2 separate regions of the Mus musculus genome follow, and region 2 is linked to region 1. Evidence: chromatin contacts called from public HiCAR-type data. All regions are on one chromosome and are shown on one strand. The core of a region is the stretch at or near the end of the contact, and the rest is flanking DNA. Distances in the headings are between cores, read along the strand shown. Region 1 overlaps Atrnl1 (attractin like 1). Region 2 overlaps Ccdc172 (coiled-coil domain containing 172).

What was found. HiCAR-type assays count read pairs that join an accessible place to other places.
Region 2: a HiCAR-type map of fibro-adipogenic progenitors shows a contact between it and region 1, with 6 times the contacts expected there. The contact joins two enhancer-like sites. A contact is called at or near these places in 1 of 484 Hi-C or Micro-C datasets (embryonic stem cells) and 2 of 115 datasets of contacts at active chromatin or transcription factors (embryonic stem cells and fibro-adipogenic progenitors).

The regions. Positions count from the first base shown.
Region 1 is chr19:58,015,195-58,019,724 of GRCm38.p6, forward strand. All of the region lies in intron 27 of Atrnl1 (attractin like 1), which reads left to right. It overlaps Gm32980 (a long non-coding RNA gene), which reads right to left. Exons shown (of 6, transcript XR_003952872.1): 6 at 1-4,530. Among named protein-coding and RNA genes, the nearest start is that of Gm32980, 26 kb to the right of the region's middle. Within about 2 kb of position 2,022, at least 59 of the 459 cell types and tissues checked have an H3K27ac peak or open chromatin away from gene starts, as enhancers often do. A contact at or near this core is called in fibro-adipogenic progenitors, where this site is marked.
Region 2 is chr19:58,530,604-58,535,133 of GRCm38.p6, forward strand. The region is part of intron 5 of Ccdc172 (coiled-coil domain containing 172); the gene reads left to right. Among named protein-coding and RNA genes, the nearest start is that of Ccdc172, 21 kb to the left of the region's middle. Within about 2 kb of position 2,633, at least 14 of the 459 cell types and tissues checked have an H3K27ac peak or open chromatin away from gene starts, as enhancers often do. A contact at or near this core is called in fibro-adipogenic progenitors, where this site is marked.

The sequences.
Region 1 (4,530 bases), core at 772-3,271:
TTTCCTTCAGTCCTTCAGACTTTAGCTTTGGTTTCCGCTCTATGTGTCTTCTCCCTCTGAATCTGTGGTAACACAAACATGAGCTTATCTGGGCTCTAACGAAACTCCCGCATGTCCTTGCCTGCAGTTTCATCAGAGAGGGGCTATTTTATAACTACTTCTGAAAGAAAACGCTCTGTTCATTACACAGCCCCCATCTCCACTCACTCCCTGTAGCTGCTCCATTAGTCTCTGGAAATTGCCTTCCGTCTTATTGCTGCCCAAGGCTTCTAAGTGCTTGTTTAGAAACAAATTTTAAATCCAAGCTAAAGTGCAAGATTTATTTGATTTTAAAAAAATTTCTTTGACCATGTGCCAGTCCTTTACCTCAGTTTCTGTGAATAAATGCCCAAACCCTAAGGCTGAAATTTGGGGGGTGGGAGGGTATCGGGCTTTTGTTTGGGCTGAGATGCCACAATCTGCCCCGTGTCTTGTCTGTTACCTTCCTTAAACCGGACTCATCTGGATGACAGGTGGAGCCTGTTTGCTTCTGGATGCGGTGAAGTGCCCTCATTTCATGAAGGCTTTAATGTCCTATTCTATCAACCGTATGTTAGTCTGCTTTCTGTTTTCAGGAAAGTCTAGCAATTTGAAGTAGTTAACACAAGGTGACTGCACTTGACTTAGCTTTGCTGCCCCCAGTCTGATGGCTCTCACGCTGCAGTGTCCGGGAGTGGTTTATTAAAGCCACTTGATGTTCCTCATGTCCCAGTTGGCAGGAGACTGATCCTCCCTCTCTGTGTCTTACTTGTCTTGGCTGTAGTAGTTTATACCACTGGTAACTCTCACACCATGCCATCCACTAGTGTCTATTACAGACAGCAGAGAACCTTCCAGACCACTTCGGTTCCCCTTGTCCTTAGCCAGCTTAAATACTGCACACACTCGGAGTTGCAGAGCGTTTTTGACTCTCTTGCCTTCCTTACCGTGATGTCACTCGTTCGGTTGACTCTCTGGTCCTAAGACCTTTACCCTGCCAACATGGAAGCTACCATGTAGCCCTGACAGAATTTAGTTAGCGACTGGAACATGAGATCCATGTTCTCCTTCACCATTTCAGTGTTGGGTTTAAATAGATGTCATCTCCATGCAGATAATTCACTCTACTGTAATTAGTGGGGTTTGTTATTGCAGAATAAAGTGATCAACTTTTTAACCCTCATATGAAGGAGAACATGTGGTATTCATTCTGGCTCACTTCACTTACCATAGCTCCCTCGGAGTTCTGTTTTGGCGTGTGCCACAAATGAGAAGATCTGATTCTATTTTTAGGACTGAATAATGTTCCTCTGTGTGTGTGTGTGTGTGTGTGTGTGTGTGTGTGTGTGTGGTGTGGTGTGACCATCCCTTGAGTACTTCCAGAAAGGCATCAAACAATGTGCTATCTCATCTTTATAAAATTAGTTTGCCTCTGAATTTCTTGGGTTGTTAGACATTGGGACTCTGTGTTCAAAGAGCAGCAGGGAGCTATGCAAACCTCCCCACAGATTCCTCTGCAGCACTGGATGTGGTAAGCACCCTGGCTGTTCTCCAGTGTCATATGACAGGTCATAGCCAAAGTCAGAGTCCTGGGAGAGTGTCCCAGCCTTTGGGGGACCTCCAAAAAAAGTCTGCAAATTTGACAACATGACCTACACTTCATTTTCTACAGAAAGTCTAAGGTAAACTTCTGAGGCAAGAGCCAAATAATCAGAGCAGAGGCTACAGCTGCACAGGCCACACCCTGCTCACTGGTTCTAGACAGAAGCATCCTAGCGCTGGCCTGTGCTCTGAGGTTTCACAGCTTAAATAGGCATTACTGATGACTACAGCTAGTGTGTTATCCAGGGATACACATACCAATTTAGCAGAGAATGCTGGCAGGCCTCGAGATGTCTCCGGGATTATATTTCCTATATTTTATTGAATCAGTCTGAAGGCCCTTGGTCAGAGGCAGAGCACTGGTTGGTGTTAACGTTGATGATCATCCAAGTGAATGACCACATCAGGAGTCTATTGCGCAATGTGGTATGGGTTTCACTCCACTTATGAACAAAAGAATCCTAACAACATCCTAACAGCTGTACCAGCCTGCCGCCTGGGATACATATTACATCAGGGAGGAATGAGAGTCCCCTTGTCAGCATGAGGGCTTCCGTGTACCACTTGTTGGCATAGATGGGAGATGACATAAGAACAGAGACAGTTGTCAAATCCTGACACGAGGAAAATTCCATTCGGTGAGCATGCAGGCCATCAGAGAAGAACCTTTACTGAGGCTAAAGCAGTCATCACAAGTAAATCATGGCTGAAGACTGTGGAAGCAGGAGGGCTGCCTCTGAGTAGAGGATCCCAGAAATGGTTCTTGCTCAGCACCCAGAAGTCAGCTAGTGGGAACTGCAGCAGCACAACAGGTGGGACAGAAACACGGACAAAGGCCCAACTTATGGAGACGCAGGGAGCCAGGCTGGAACAGGCCTGCACACAGCTGTTAAGGCTCTGTGGAAATGCGCTGTGGAGAGTGGAAATCAGGAATATAAGGTGGAGATTTTTCCCAGCCTGTCAATGTTTCACTCAAAAGGACATTTCAATTCCAGTGGAAGGTTTGACTACACCCATGGCTACACATGGCCCATGCTTCTCACCCACCACATGGGCTGCCACCAGCTCTCTACCTATTTCTGTTGTGCTGGCTTTCTAATATCTTGATGTTTCTTTTAAATTTTTCATAGTTGAGTATTCTTAATCTCAAATCCATCATTACATTCATCTCACTACATTTTATTACTATTTGAGCAGTTTGGGGGATTGTCTGTGAGTCCAACCTTCACACGAGTGTATGAACAGCAGCAACCCCACCACCACCACCACCCTGACTCCATGTAGCCCCTGTGGGTAGTGAGACACACACAAGTGTGTCAGCCCATGAGTCATGCATCTGTTTTCCAAGATTCACAAGAGCATCAGTAAATTTCTTTTGTAAAAAAAAAAAAAAAAAAAAGCAATATATTGTTAGCCCTCTCCAAATTCCTGCTGTAACTAGAGACTTCGATGCATGCGTATGTACAATGCTGCTTTTCTGGTATCAAAGCCGCACTGTTCCATGTGAGCATTATTTCATAGTCCTCCTCACTGCACTTTTCTTATCCACACAGATATCACATAAGGACCCCTGAGTGACTATTTACAAGTATTTCGTAAATGAAAGTGGTGTGTCACATAGCATTTAAAGGGGGATGCAAGAAATGACATGACATATATTCCTTTATCATCGTAAGTTTCCCTATTCAAAGAGCCTGGGGGGCTGTGCCACTCCAGAGCTGAGGGCATCAGAGGTTTCAAAGTGGGGATGGAACAGATTGCGAGCAGAGACCGGCAATGGGAATAAAGCTAAGAAAAAATTAAACAGCAGGATGGGTAAAGATGACTTTAGGAAAGTCATCTATGTTAGATGACCAAGATTTTGTAGTTAGATTTGTTTGGTTTTTGTTGTGATCAAGTTTATTTTGCTTTCCATTTTGTGATTTCTTCAGGAGATTTCTTGTAGACTTTCTTTTTTAAAGTTTAAAAATAATCTAGGAAGCAGAGCACTGAGGGTTTGCAGCTGAGCAGCAGGAGCCTGGGTCTCTGCAGCTCCTTCGCTCCTCAGTGAGCATTTCCTGTAAGCCGAACACAAGCCACAGTGGCCCTCTGTCTTATGCTGCTGGGAACACTGCCTCAGAAGGTGCTGGGCCAGGTTTGCTCTGCTCTCTCTGCGTGGTACTGTGGACTTCAGAAGGTAAGATAGAAAAGAGTGAACCTAGGGCCTTGAAGGAGCTCTCTCGATGGCTCAGCCTCTTCTCTGCTCGTTCTGGGGTAGCTTCTGGGCCAAGGCTTCCTTAATCCCAGCTCTGGATTTAATGAAATGAATGCTTTGTAATTTCAGCTACATTGTAGCAATTCCTTTTCATCACAGTCTGACTGGGTTTATTCTGCAGTAACTTCAGTAAGTGCTAATTACTATGTAACCAACTGAATCTACAAGACAAGCCTTCATTTTACTGCAAAACCTGCCACCTTCATGTTGCCCAAAGCCGACGTCTCCAGCAGCACATAAGCAATGGCTAGGATGTCATAGGACCTTGATAGATATTTAGCCGTGGATGTACAAGTGAACAGACGAAGGGGTTTTAGTGAAACTGAATTCATTCCCTGAATTATGAATACGTAGAGACAGCTATAACCAGGATAAATTCTTTTTGCTCCTTACATCCTTGGCAACCTCTGAGGTATGATTTGAGCCATCTCTTCATTAGGAATTCAACAAGACCAACTTTCTCATTACGTGGGGCAGCACACTGAGTAATAGGAAATCTGGCTTGGCTACAGTATCGTGCACAACGGCCATGGTCAATAAACATTTATTGAATGACTGTCTTGTTACCAAGACTCTGCAGCATAGCGGCTTCAGTCCGACCATCTGCTTGATTGGGATGCCTGTGACAATAATGGTTCATACTGGGTGCATGTTCT
Region 2 (4,530 bases), core at 1,383-3,882, 520 kb after region 1:
GTAGATAGGTAGATACATAGATGGTCAGACAAACAAATTATTCTGACAGCTGTTGAGTAGATTCCCAAACAGGGCAATGTAGAGTGAGCAGGAGAGAGCAGCTGGAGTCTGGAGGAGAGAGGTTATACTTGGGTAAGGGTTGTAGCGACAGTGTCAACAGTGCACAGCATCTGGTTCTCTTGTGAAGATCCACGGGGTAGAGGCCAGCATTTGGCACCTGAGTAATTAGGAATGTGGAATAACTGGTTTCATATGTATATGTATATACACACATATACATACACACATATATATACACACACACATATGTATATATATGCATGTGTGTGTATATATATATATATAAAACTTGTGAAACATCAAGTTTATCTGCTATAAACTTTTGGTAATTTACAAATTGATGGCTTAACCATTTCATGTTTGTCATAACTTTTGCTTAGAGTATTTTCTGTGTTCACTTCTCTCAAGTCATAAATCAGTTTTTTTTCTGGATAGGAAATAAGATACATACTATAATTTGACACTGATTAATAATCAATTCATTGTTAGTCTATTAATGATTTGCAGTGAATATATAGTAAACTGTTAAAAGATGAGAGTGAATTTGCTTATCTGAGTTTGGTTTAATAATTATAACCATAAAAACCTAGTTATTAGTCTGGCTTGGTGGTACACAATTAATTCCAGTATTCAGTAGGCTGAGCTCTGCAGGCAGAAAGAACTTTGTGAGTTTGAGTTTGAGATCAGCGAGCTCTGCACAGGAAGTTTCAGACTAGCCAGTGAGACCCTGTTTAGAAATCAATCAATCAAACACACCAAACCAGGAAAACAAAAAGCATCAGAGTTATCGATAGATGACTAGGAAGAAAATGAAAGCAATTACTCTAATCAGTTGTAGCTCAGTAAGTCTGTAAATTAAAATGTAAAATAAAAATGAGGCAGTAGGAAAATGGAGAGGAGAGCTTACCTTAAAACACAGGGTTTAATTCCTCAGTTCTGTGAGTGTTGTTGGGAGGTTGTCCATTGTTTTTTTTTTTGTGTGCTTAAACAATCAGTTTTCAAGGAAGAGGGGCCATGTCTAGATAGAAAGATGGTGAGCTGTCAGAACGAGCAGATTTTTTTCCTCCCTCTTCTGACCTGAGTCCAGAGCTGGGCAGGCTTTTTCTCCTGTCAGTAGGGTTCCCCCAACCCCCATCTGTTTTCAAACTGACCAAACCTAAATGGGGGAAGGAAGACACCCCCCCAAAGACCATTAAAATACTCACCCATCAAGGAGAAACTGGGTTTAGCCTCCCAAGATCCCCTGCAGTAGACCAGATCTTCTTTTTGTGAACTTTGTATTTCCTCACACCTAATTTTTTACTGGCAGATAGATAGATAGATAGATAGATAGATAGATAGATAGATAGATAGATAGATAGATACTGGCAAATAAAGTAGATAGGCAGACAGACAGACAGATAAATCTTCAGATTATTTAGCCTAGATAGAGAGACAGGACTGAAAACAGCATATTCTGTGTCTCAGGGATATTTAAATCCACAATGTCTCCGTTATTCTTTACTCAGTGTCATAAGGCTGACTGTGGAAGCATATTGGATCATGCTGACCACCATGCTGAGGCACCGTGGTATCAGAAGGCCCATGTGTGTCCTGAGCGCATCAGTGAGCCCTTTGCTCCACTCTTTCATTGATGAAAGAAGTAGGAGACAGCTCTTCTTTTCATAGACATTTTGTTTAATTAATGAACAGAAAAAAATATTTTAAAAGTATAGTTAATTTTGTGTGTTGATGCCTAAGTGTCTGCATCATAGGCACGCAGGAGCCTGAAGAGGGCAGAAGTGGAGTCGGACCCCTAGTACTGAGCTGCATGTGGACACAGGGAACCCAACCTAGGTCCTCTGCAAGAACAACTGTTCTTAACCTCTGCCAGCTGTCCTGGCTAGAAACAAATAGTTAAAGGCAACTGCGATCCGTTGAATTAAGTTCCACATGTTTTCTTGTGAACCTATCATATGCTGTGCAAATTCTGTGCCAGAAATAAGCAACGAAATTTAAAGATAGGAGTTTGTATTGTAGTGTAGAAGCAAGGTCAGGGAAAGAATGATTGAACGTGGTGTGGACAGTTTCCACTCATGATCACAACAGTCAGATGGCTCAGTGGTCAAGAGCACCTGTTGCTCTTGAAGAGGACTCTGTACAGTTCCAGTACCTACACGGTGCCTCACAATCATGTGTAACTCCAGTTCTACAAGATTCAGTGTGCTATTTGACCATGGCAGGCACCAGGTTCATATATAGTGTGCATACACTTTTACACAATAAAAAGTAAAATCTATCTGAAAAGAATGACATTAAGAAATAGCCTATGACTAGATGTTCCCTTAGACTCCCCCTTTAAAAATGTTATAAACCTGACTTCAAAGCAACTTACCCACCCATCAGTATGAGCCCCAGCAAACCTTAGAAGAAAGCAAAGCTCACGTGTTCAACAGTATTGGTAATATAATGTCTAACATGCAGTAAGAAAGCTCCTAAACATATTATCAAGTGACGGATTATTACTTAGGGCAGTGAAACAAGTGGCTTAGCCAAAGTGTAAACAGAAATGACAGAGATGATGCAATTAGAATGGAAAATGAAACCTGCCCCAGTGAGTGTAAGAATATTCAGGGACATGACTATCCTGGAATGCTAAATGGGCGGTATAAAAAATAAACATAGGAAACTAATTGGCAAGATCTAGTGCCAGGTTCTGATAAAACATCTAGTCAGCTGAAACTAGAAGGGAATTTCCTCAGCTTAAAGGGAATTTGAGGAAAACTCAAAGCTCATATTAGGCTTGATGGTAGAAGAAGGAAAAGTTGCCTGCCTAAGAGCAAAGTAAGTGTGTCTACACTAGCCAGGTTCACACAGCACAGTGCTGGAGATTGTAGCTAGAAGTCCAGGAAGAAAGCAGCTGGAGGGTACTTGTATGAAAAAGGAAGAAGTAAAAGACTTCATATGTGAAGAAATGGGCTTGTGTTATGGTTCAAGTGTGAAGTGTGTTGATGGCCTGGTCCCCAGCTGCTGATAAGAGATGATTGGATCATGAACTCCGGGTTGCCTGGGCCACGTGGGGAGTGCTTTAAAGGGTGCTTGTCCCCATCTACTACTGTATGTCTACTTCTGGCTTCCATGAGGAAGCTCTGCTCTACCTCACACCCACACCTCAGTATTCTGTCCCCTCTGAGACTTGAGAGCCAGAATAAGCTCCATAGAACTGTTTCTCTTAGGTGTGTGTCCCAGCTGACAGTCTGACCTCTCCCCTATAAAATCCCAAGGAAGCCAAAAAATAAAAGCTCCTGGGGCCAGCAAGCCCAACAGAATTGTGGGGTGAAACAACATGCAAGATGCAATCATGGGGGATCAGGACTTTAAAATACATGTTCTCTCACAGAGGATTCATCTGTAACTCCAGATTCAGGGGATCAGATAACCTCCTCTGACCTCTGCAGGCATACACATACATTCAGGCCAGCACTCACATACACAATAAATAATGATTTAAAAATGTAAAAGAAAATCCATTACAATATAAATACAAAATAAAATACAATGATATCCAAAAGCTAAAATACTTAGGAATGTATTAAATAGAAGTTCAAGATACACATGATAAGAAGTATAGACAACATCATTGAAGGGAATCCAAGAACTAAAGTAAACTTTTGTGGAGTCTGTGATTATAGATTGGAACCCAATACTTTTGAGATGGCCACACTGCCAGATGAAGGAGAAAGAATCAGCAACACCTGTTACCAACATTAGCTAAATGACTGTAAAATAACCAGCACACAGTACTGATATCGGTGAGGAGAGACCCAGACCTCCCAGGTATAAACTTCCATAGATGAGATGTAGTAAAGATACTGTGGTATTGGTCAAAGATGGTCATGTAGATCAATTAGATGTAATTAAAGTCAAGAAACAGTGTCACCCACAGTCAGATGATTTGTGATGAGAATGGTCACATACTTCAGTGGGAAAGAATAGTTTCTTATAGTGTTAACACTGGGCAGTCACATGCAAAATGGTGAATCGAGCATCTGCTGATTCTGCACAAAAAAGTCACTCGTGATGAACCAAAGGCCTAAACATGGGAGCCAGAGACACAGAACACCTAAAACAGAACACAGATATAACTCCATGACCTTGAATTTTAAAGACAGTCAATATTATGATATATGCACGAAGTATAGATAATTTGGACTTCCTCAAGGATGCTGTCTGCAGAGGGAAAAGGCCTGCAAAATGGGAGAAAGCATTTGTAAACATCTGATAAGAGTGGGAACCAGAATATGACAACCCTTACAAACCCTTACTGAAAAATAGCCAGGTTTTAAATGGACAAATATTTAAGCAGATTCACCCCAAAAGATGCAGGAAAGGGCAAATGTAGCTCAATGCCATGAGCCGTCAAGAAAGCAAATTAGAAGTGCAGTGGCACAGCCCAAGTACGTAACAGACCCGTCTGTGGTAGTGTGGCAT